Linked DNA regions of Gossypium hirsutum: region 2 is linked to region 1. A link is a contact called in public Hi-C data. All regions are on one chromosome and are shown on one strand. The core of a region is the stretch at or near the end of the contact, and the rest is flanking DNA. Distances in the headings are between cores, read along the strand shown.

Region 1 (5,316 bases), core at 1,501-4,000:
ATTTTTTAATACATTTTACTTCTTTTAATCAAGTGACTAGGCTCACAAGTACGAATTCGAGGCTCAAAATGAAATTATAAAATTTTAAAGAATTAAAATACATTTTTTTTAAAAATATGCTTGTTAGTTTAGAATTTTAAAGGGATTAAATTAAAATTTATCATCTTTGAAGATTCAAAGTATATTTTTACTATTAAAATAACTTAAAATTTTAAAAATTTTAAGGGACATAATTTGCTTTTTTTTAGGGCGGGGGTGTTTAGCTTGCTCCCCCTTCGCGGCGTCCCTACATATGCAATAGTAAGTAAAATACAAAAAGTTACATCATATTTTTAAATGGAGTTAAGAGAAAAAAGTTATAAAAATGGTTGAAAATGAGCAATTTGTAAAATAGAGGGATCATTTTTACGAGCTTTTTATATTTTTTTCTAATTTTTAATTTTGAAGAGTTTTTAATTTTTTTAGAATTCTTGAAATTTGTTGATACCAATGTTTAACAAAAAGGGACAAAAAAGGAGAATATAATGGTGACAGGGAGACCGGTTCACCTGTTATAGGCAGAGAGTCAAAGTATCTAAAGAAGAGGAGAAAGAGGAGGAGGAAGGAGAAGGGAGACTAAAGTATATTGCTTAAGGGAGTAAAAGTGGGAATAAGATCCCTTTTGTATTGTATGTTAGGTATATATAGGGAGAAAGTCTCCTTGCTTGTAATGTCACGTCATCAACAACACGAGTGGTGGCCTGCTCGTGTGGTCAGTCAAGTAGCAAGTCTAGGGTATATTGCTAAAGGGAGTAAAAGTGGGAAGAAAATCAATTTTGTATTGTATGTTGGGTATACATAGGGAGAAGGTCTCCTTGCTTGTAATGTTACGTCATCAACAGCACGAGCGATGGCCTGCTCATGTGGCCAGTCAAGTGGCAGGCCTGTTATATGTTGGTTGTTGTTAAGTTTAATTTTGTGTGGGCATACTCTAACATTCCATTTACGGAGGTAGTAGAAGCTTGTTAGGCTTCAATAGTCCCTTGGTGGTCCCCTCTTGGGGATAAGAATGGGTCGCTAATAGTAGGTGGCTTGATAGGAAAGTGAACAGTAGAGGTGTCCATAGGTCGAGTTGGGTCAGGTTCTGACTAAGTCCAATCAAAATCTTAAGCTTGATTGGTAGGCTTAGGCTTGGCCTGACCCAAAAAACAAGATTAAATTTTTGTCAAAACCCGGCCCAGTTTATATATATGAAACTCAAGCCTGGCCCGATTTGGCCAATTTTTTAAAAAAATTATTATTATTTTTTTATGAGCATATTGTTTGCTTGAAGAAAAGAACAAATTTGGTTCTTTTCGTTTCACATAACATAAGGATTTCTACACCAAATATTTAGGTTTCCTTTGATGAAATGAGGTAAGCCAGTGTGTATATATATTCTTGCTTCACCAAACCCCAAAACATTTACTATTTTTCTTTATTATGCTTGTTTAGAATAATACGATATAAATAAACTAATTTTATCAAAGAAAAGAAGACGACGAAAAAGAAAATGAGATGGGTAATTTTCTTTCTAAACAGACCATCCATGGCTGCCGCACCGTTACAAGTTTCTACTTTCGGAGAGGGAAACACTGCTTCGATTAATGATAGTACTAGTCATAATAAACCTTCCCAACTATAAAGAAAGCAATCTACAAAGCAGAAGTATGGGTTTATTGCTGATAACTTCTCAACCTTCGATCAGGTTCCTTTTTTTTCCCCCTCAACTTGAAAAGAAAAGAAAAGAAAACTAGGAAGCAGGAAGAAGTAGATATGACAAATGAAGCAAGAAGCATCAGTGGCAAAAAAGTATGAAGAAAAAAAATTTAGTCATTAAGGATTAAGGAAGGGGAAATAGAGATCGAAAAGGGAATTAAGGATTGGGAAGAGAAAGAGGAATATGAGGAACTTGGTTTGCTGGGAACAGGGGTAAAATATTTAGGTTAATAAAATCAGGCTAGGCTCGAGCTGAAAAAACTTTACTTGAAACCCGATCTATTTTTTAAAAGGGTCTTATTCATAAGCATAAACTCAATTTTTAAGCCTATATTTTTGTCCAAACCCTCTTATATTTTGGGCGAACGACCCGACCCATGGACAAGTATAATGAACAGGCGATCAAAGGCGGGTGGGGTGCCTTTCCTATGGGTGGCATAAAATATGTTAATGGTTGATTATGAGGTGACCAACTGGAAGTTCATCTGTAGGGGCCTTTTAAATCACTTCTCTTGTTGTTACATATCTAAGCAGAGTAGGGGTATAGCAAAAATGTTTATAATTTTTATATATTTAATTTTTTTAATTTTAAATTACTTGCTGAGTGACATACACAACAAAATAGGAGCACGACAATTATAATGTACTTGTACATATGGTATAATTTCTAATGGTTTTGTTAAATTGTAGTGAAAATTTTTCAATTTGATAAAAACTCAAAAGATAAAAGGGTTCAAGATAGAAAAAAAAAGAAGAAGCATATGCCAAATTCACAAAAGTTACAAGTGTTAGAGGTTTAACAGGTAATTATACTTCAATTTTAAACGGAATTAATGAAAGAAAAGTTATTCAATGGACTGACAATGAGTCATTTAAAAAGTAAAGATTCAATCAAACAAAAGTAATGAATTAAATCCAAACAAATTGATAAGTAGAGGGACTATTCTTAAGATTTACCAATAAATTTGCTTGGCTTAGCTGCGTTATATTGACGCAAAGAAAAGAGGGTGTATAAGTGAGGGCCCTTTCTACAGTGACTGATAAATAAAATAAATGAAAGAAATGAAATTAAGAAAAACACGCCGGCAGGCATCCACTGTTCGATTTTGATATTAATTTTTTATGATTCAAAATGAACCGTTGGATCAATCCTCCTATAAATACACCTCAATATTTATTATTATAAATAAGAAAAAAAAGAGATAAAAAAGGAAAACCCTCTCTCAAATCTTGGCTCGCCAGTCGCCTCTCTTTCTCCTTCTTCTTCTTCATTCTGTTGGCTGCTGCTGCTGCTTTGGTGGCGTGATTTAGAAGCCACAACTCAATTTCATATAAAGAAAAAAAAAGTGAGATGGATCCAGACGCAGTAGCCAAGGCCTTCGTCGAGCACTACTACTCCACATTCGATGCCAACCGGGCCGGTTTAGCCAATCTCTACCAGGAAGGTTCCATGTTGACCTTCGAAGGTCAAAAGATCCAGGGCTCTCAGAGCATCGTCGTTAAACTCACCAGCCTTCCTTTCCAGCAGTGCAAGCACAACATCACCACCGTCGATTGCCAGCCTTCCGGCTCCGGCGGCATGCTCGTCTTCGTCAGCGGTAACCTCCAACTCGTTGGCGAGCAGCATGCTCTCAAGTTCAGCCAGGTATTTTTCTTATTAGCTCAGCCATCTACGGCTAATCTTATGTGTCACTCTTGAATTCATCGGTTATATCCTTGTGTTAATTTCACGATTCCATTTCGTATTGGTGGATCTTTTAAGTTGGTGTTTTGATCTGACCGAAGCCGGAGCGGGAATGGAAATGTTCTCTATGGGATCTTAATAATGGTCTTATCTGTGATGTTTAAGCATTAATGCTCATCGGATTTGCTTAAGATTACAGTTCCAGGAATTGCACATTTTTCATTCATTTTGCATCTATATTGATGGGATTGGTTCAGGTAAAAAAAATGTTATTTCGGCTATAAACCCGATTTCATTAAATTGTGCCATAATACGTTTTGGAAGATGTGGATTTGTTTTTGGATCCACCATCTTTCCATAGAACCTGCTCCACTTTTACTTTGTTTTGCAACCTGGAACTGCACATTTACATGTTCCTTGTCATCAATTATTTGGACCGTGTCGGTCCTGGATATTCCTATCCTCTTGCTATAAGCGTGGTGTGGGCCGTAGTTGTGTAGGTAATTATACTATAGACACTGCATTCAAGAGCTTGCTTTTGTTTCATTTTGTTTATTGCGCCCTTTGCTTGTACTCATTTCATTTTTATACTTGTCTTTTTCGCATAAGTGACAGAGGTCCTCTCAGTGCTCACTCTGAACAATTATCTGCCATCTCCCTTGATGTTGTTTCTTGCGACTCTACTGGATATAAAAGAAAATCCACTACCACATGCCCCTTCCTCACCTGGAGACATTGATGATTTCCTTATGGTTTATGTCTTTCATTCACGTGGAGCAAACTTTTATATGTGTTTCATCTATGTTGATAGTTAACCAATGTTTATCCCAGATTACATTTTTTTTGAAGTACACATCTGTATTCAACATATTTTTGGGTATAGATATGGGGATATGAGCCTCCAAGATCCTCTAAATTTTATAACTTGGAGGAAATTGAATATACAGACATCGACATTAACACCCCAATTTGAGCAACATAGTAGTTAACCGTTTTATGTTGCCTAAAATTATGAATGCAAAGACATTATGTTTTTAATGTTCTGTTTAGAAAACTAATAGATATTGCATCCACCAATGCCTTGGTTCAGTTTCATTAACAACTTTACTAACCTAGGTTATCTTTATGTTGCATTCTGCTATCAGATGTTTCATTTGATGCCAACGCCACAGGGAAGCTTTTATGTGTTGAATGACATATTCAGGTTGAACTACGCGTGAAGACGATGATTAATCAAGGGATGGGAATACAATGCCTGAGGATTTAAAACACGTTTTGCCTATTTTAGGCTCTAATGAAATTTGGAATTTTGTTTTTTTGGGGGATGATTATGTTTCGTGTTCCATTATGGTTTCCATATCTCTCCATATTTCAGGGACTGATTGGTTCAGTTGGTCAAAGACGCTATCCTGTGAATTGGATGTTTTGATTGAGACTTATTTCAGTTATTTTCAAATCAAATGAATCATAGATATGTATATGCAATTGTATGCCCACTGTGAATGTTTTTTCTGTTTCCTTGTATTATTTTCGTTTGAAAGGATTGAATCTTGTTCGTGCACATAACACGGGTCTGGACCTTGGTTTTGAAACATTGGGTGGTTAATGTTGTGATATACACAAGCACATATGATTATCTTGGAATCACAGATGTATTATTGGATTAGAAAAGCCCAATGAAAACAATCTTTAAAACTGAGTTAAAAACCAAAGCAAAGGAGAGTAGAATTTGGATTATTGATTGATTATAATAGATGGAATCCTAAATAAAATTATTATTTCGATACTTTGCTACTTACTTTTGAACAAAATAAACAAAAACTATGATTGGTAAAACCTTGGATGGCTCCCACTCAGTGTCCTTCACCGCTGGATCCCAGATGTGGGAACTCGGG
Region 2 (5,316 bases), core at 1,686-4,185, 530 kb after region 1:
AGGCGGGTGCTCCAGAAGAGACGCGATACATAACTAATAAGTAAGACTCCATAAAAGATTTAGGTACTTGAAACTGAAGATTGAAGTAGTGAAAATAAGGAAATTATGACAAGTTATGTCTACTCAATAAAATGTGAAATCAAATAACAAAAAGTGGTTGACAATGGTTTTTCATGCAATATTATTGTTGAAATGAAAGGAGAATATTGAATAAACCTATTAAGAAATATAGATATCGAATAGATTGGTCAAAATAGAAAGACACAACTCAAGTACAATTAAATTCGTAGAGTTTTTGGACTAATAGTCCAAATATCTAAAGGTGTAAAGTCAGTGAGGGTACAAATGAAGTAGTTTCACAAAAGCAGAATAAAAATATGAAACTTTTCACTAAGTCCTGGTATTAATTATGAAAATATATAATATTTTTTTGTGGTGGAACCAATAACCTTTAGATATATTATTAAATTGACAATTCATAACATATTTAACTTGCATCTAATGTTTGTTGTTACAACCTTTTATGAATAACTATATAGTAAAGCCTATATTAAAATCTTTGAATGATTTAGAATGATAGAAGCATATGGAAATTCTCAAGAAATTGTTTATTTATATGATTTGAAATAATTTAAACATATGTAGTAAATTTGACTAAATGAATAGTAGTTGAAGGAGGATTATAAAATAATCCAAAATACCTATTTATATTCTTATAGAAGAATCATGATTAAAGTTTGCTATGATTATTGTTGAAACTCCTGAAAAGATCAAAATATATTTCCCCAAAATTTTCCATCAGTCATGACTTTCAAAAGAACGTTGATATAAATTCTTAACAAATACTTTCAAATGGTCATTTGAAAAGCTAGTATTCAAGATTGAATAAGTAGAATATGAGAAAGTCTGTGATGTTTTCATGAGGGGGAGTAAATACGCACTATACTCTTTTTCTCTTAACCGAGGTTTTGTTCCATTGGATTTTCCTGATAAGGTTCTTAATGAAGCAGCATATTAAGCGTATTATAGATATGTGTACTCTTTTTCTTTCAATAGGAATTTTTTTCCCACGAGGTTTTTATCTTAGTAAGGTTTTAACGAGGTACATTATCTACCAATGGACATCCAATGGGGAATATTATGAATATTTTATTAAGTGAATGTCCATTAAGATCAGGATAAGTTTTGATGAAATTTAAATTCTAATAGTCATTAGAAGTAGAGTTCTATTTTATTTATACTTTCTATGTCTATAAATATAGATTTTGGAGAAGCATTGTAGCTTACTTCCATTGATCAATAAAATACGCTGTCTCTTTTATTCTTCTATTTCCTTTGTTCTTTGCTCTCTATTCTTTTATTTTATAACATAGTTCTTAGTATTTGCAAAAGGGTTTTTGGTTGAAATTAGTTTTATCCTCTTTTAAGAAGTTCAATATATCTTTTTACTTTACAGCATCATGTTTAAAATAGACATTTTATATATTTTCTTAAAAACACTTTTTAATAGCAATAGTAATCACTATCAATCTTTTCAAAAGCATTTTTCAACTTCAACAATAAACTGGTTTTAAAATGAAATCAAGAGTTCGAATAATAATTGTTTAACTTGATGACTTGGTCCACACAACAGCTTAGATCAAATGTGACAATTACGTAGATTCAACAAACAATGCAATGGTATCCATCCTTTGTAAAACATTGTGATGACATACAATGTTTATTACTTTAACTCTAATGTGAGTGTTGACATTTGATTTTTTTGAAAAAAAAAATTCAAGTAAAATGATAGAATATAGCATATTGGTGCTACCAAAAAGGGAAGTCTTAGTATACCATTACAATGGGACCTGGCATGGACAGCCTTTGCTATTATTCTTCTGGCTTTCAAAGTCTTGAAGAATCAATTTTTGAAACTTTATACTATCAGATTTTAGGAATAAGGTGGCTTTGCTTATAGTTGATGCAGATGCTCCCCACGGAATAAGCCGATATTTCACTACATATGCGCATATATATTCTTCATGATAGATTTTGGACTAAATTTAATGATTTGTAGTTGTATCAATTACTTGATGCCGGGTGTTTTGCAATCAAACATAAAATCTAAAATCAGCCACGAAATGAAAGAAAATGGTTTGACAGGCCATTTGACTTTGGAGTTTCTGATGTAATTCACCAACAGCTTTTGATTTAGACTTCAACCGGACATGATTGGGAATTTTAACTAAATCAAGCAACATGACTGTTAGGCATTAGTCGGAATCCACTTCTTACCCAAAAATAATGACCCCGCTGAAGAGAGTGCATTTGGATTCTTTTACATGTATAATGACTTTATATTATGATGCAAAAATGTTGAATCCAATCCATACCATGTTCAAACTTGTCTACTAGGTTAAGATTGCTCCTTTTATATATTATTGCCATGCTGGATAAAAGATCCTGCCAAGGCCTTACCTTTTTGTGTAATATGGTAATTATATATATATGTTCTTATTCCTTTTTCATAAGGTTATTTTTTAGAAGAAAAAAAGCAATAACAGAAATACATGGTTCAATTGCAACTCATAGATTCACACTTTAAACGAATTTCTAATTCGAATTCAACATGTGTAAAAAGAAAAATAGAACTTGGAAGCTCTGAAATTGAAATCAAATCATGTGACAACTGCTTGCAGTTTAGGAATTCTTCCATGTTCTGGAAAAAAAAAATTAAGAAAAGGTAAAGGAATAAAAACCAAAGACGGTTCTTATTTGTTAATCAGAAAAAAGGAAAGAAATATTAATTATATTAGCTAAGGATAGACAGACGATTACAATTTACAGTCATTGGAAAGGGACGGACGATCCGTAATGTTGCCACGTTGTTATTGCAGTGGCATCTGTCGAGAACCCACGATGTAGACATGCATGTATATATTTCCCTCTCCCCGTGCGTTGTTTGCTTCTTTCAACCACAACCCACCTTTTTTCAAAGCTTCATTCATTCCAAGAGAGTGTGAAGAGTAAAGTATGGCGGACTGGGGACCGGTGGTGATAGCGGTGGTGCTATTTGTGTTGTTAAGTCCAGGATTGTTGTTTCAGTTGCCAGGGAGGAACAAAGTGGTGGAGTTTGTGAACATGCAAACCAGTGGGATTTCCATTCTTGTCCATGCTATTATCTTCTTTGGACTCATCACTATCTTCCTCATCGCCATAGGTGTTCACATCTACACTGGATAGCCTGCCACTCTTATTATTGTGTTTTGTAAGATTTAGTCCTTTTTTTTTTCTTTTATTACCCTTCTGATTGGTTAATGTATTTCCCCAGGGTGAAGTGTTTGGTTTTGGATTGTTATCTTGTTGGCCTTAATGCAGTAGTAGAATAATAGAAATGATTGGTGAAATAGCAAAATTGTGCTTTTATTTGTATGTTCGGACTCTGAGGATAATATCACAACTTTCTGGACAAAAATTAGTTTTGAAGGAAACAACAACAAAGAAGAAAATAAATAAATAAATATAAAGTAAAAAGACCTCTTTAACAGACACCTGCCTAGTAGATAATTTGTCGAAGTGTCTTTTTTTGCTTGTTTTAACCTTCCATTTGGATAAGAAATTCTATGCTGATTAGCTGATGAAGATTTTGAACGTTAAAAAACAAAGCAACGGAAGTCCCTTAAATCCAACAAGTAAACGATGGGAGAGACTTGCACGCAATAAAGGGTTGGTAATAACCAAAATAGAACACCAATAGTTGTATTCACAAAGACGCTATAATACATCCACATATCTCAGTTACATATGAAGCAACATTTATACACATTTCCAGCATGCATTACTACTGGAAGAAAGCCTGGTACAATAGGTTTCCCAAGAACTCCAGTGCTCCTCAATTATCCAACCCATATTCCAACTCTCTTGTCTCGATCTTGTTTTTCTCTTCACATAAGTTTCCATGCTGCAATGCCACAATTCCCACAGCGTTTTGAATATAAAGTCTTATCAGTGATCTGCTAAATCTTTGCATTAAATTTTATAGATTGAAGAAGAGATACATTCATGTCACGCAAACAAGGATAAAATTTAGCAGCCTAACGCAAAAGGTAATTGATTCAAATGATTCCCAAGGATCGGAGAGCGGCAGGGTATAATAAGTAAGGAAATTTGTTGCAAAACGGGTCATTAATGCGATATCATGAACCTATTATAACCTTAAGCAATGCCATAATAATTAACATCAAGGCTCAGTTTACCTGTTCGAGTTAAACCCAAAGCTCATTTCAAATCAAATATTAAAAAAAACCAAACCTCATAGACAAAAACTCATTTTTTCCCCCTTTTTAACTAGTAAAAAAGTTTTTTCCCGTGCTGTAGGAAGAAAGATCTGCATTGGATTGCATAAAAGGTTCAGGAAAGGCATGCACCAAAGATCAACAGATAAATAAAAGATTGGACAAACTAGAAAGCATAATTTTGGTGAAGAGTAAACAACATATTTGATATTCGAAAGCATTGAAAGCATTCCGAATAAAAGGAGATGGGGAATATGGGGTGTAACAAGACAGGAACTTCTTAAATCCTACCAACCAAAGGTTCGGCCACCACCAAAACCAACCTGAAAGAGAGTTCCCATTAAGCTCTGTTTCACAGTTTCTTTTCTCCTAGGTTTGGTGCTCACCTCTCATAGCTGCAACCTGCAGTTCAGCACTACACTAGTAAAAATACAAAATATCAAACGCCAAATTTTAGCAGAATCTATCAAAAGCGATTTAAGGCTAATAAAAAAATGCAGAGGATGGAACAGAATTAATTCCTGCGAACAAAAGAGGCACTTCGCAAAACATAGCTCTAATTCACAATATCCTACTTACTTAGTCCTCTAAGTTCAATAAATATCATCCTCCTTTTTTTAATCTTCACCCATTCAACTATCAATCATGAAATATACCCCCAATCTCAAACCTACAAATCTTACAGTATATTGCCATTATTAGCGTGCTATTGAAATCAGAGTCACTTAATGATGAAATCCAGTAACTTGACAAAAACGTACGAAAGGAAGAACCTAGGGTTTATTATAAAGTTCTTTCTTTTCTTTTTTATGTACAATTTCCAAATTAATCCAAAAAAAAATTAGGAGAACCTAGAATTGAACACATTTTTATCCCCAGTCCTTCACGAAAACAGATAATGCGACATCAACAGGTAAAAAGTCACAATTTAAGAGAAAAAGTACATGTAAAATACAACACAAAATCAACCCATTCAAGAAGAAATAATCAACAAACAAATTACCAGGGATATCCTTTCGCCGCGAAGGAGGGGCCATGG

Evidence for each region. Hi-C and Micro-C count contacts between places; a contact is called where the count stands out from the background.
Region 2: a contact with region 1 is called in a Hi-C map of leaf, with 2.4 times the contacts expected there. The contact joins the promoter of LOC107886379 here to the promoter of LOC107886428 in region 1. A contact is called at or near these places in 2 of 34 Hi-C or Micro-C datasets (callus and leaf).

What each region holds. Positions count from the first base shown.
Region 1 is chrA03:76,565,605-76,570,920 of Gossypium_hirsutum_v2.1, forward strand. It overlaps LOC107886428 (nuclear transport factor 2A), which reads left to right and starts at 2,751. Exons shown (of 2, transcript XM_016810382.2): 1 at 2,751-3,382; 2 at 4,567-4,906. The coding sequence starts at 3,089. The coding sequence ends at 4,641. LOC107886426 reads right to left here. Exons shown (of 2, transcript XM_016810381.2): 2 at 4,742-5,316. The coding sequence ends at 5,275.
Region 2 is chrA03:77,098,934-77,104,249 of Gossypium_hirsutum_v2.1, forward strand. LOC107886379 reads left to right here and starts at 2,936. Exons shown (of 1, transcript XM_016810313.2): 1 at 2,936-3,414. The coding sequence starts at 3,016. The coding sequence ends at 3,225. It overlaps LOC107886378, which reads right to left. Exons shown (of 2, transcript XM_016810310.2): 1 at 5,281-5,316; 2 at 3,717-4,679. The coding sequence ends at 4,660.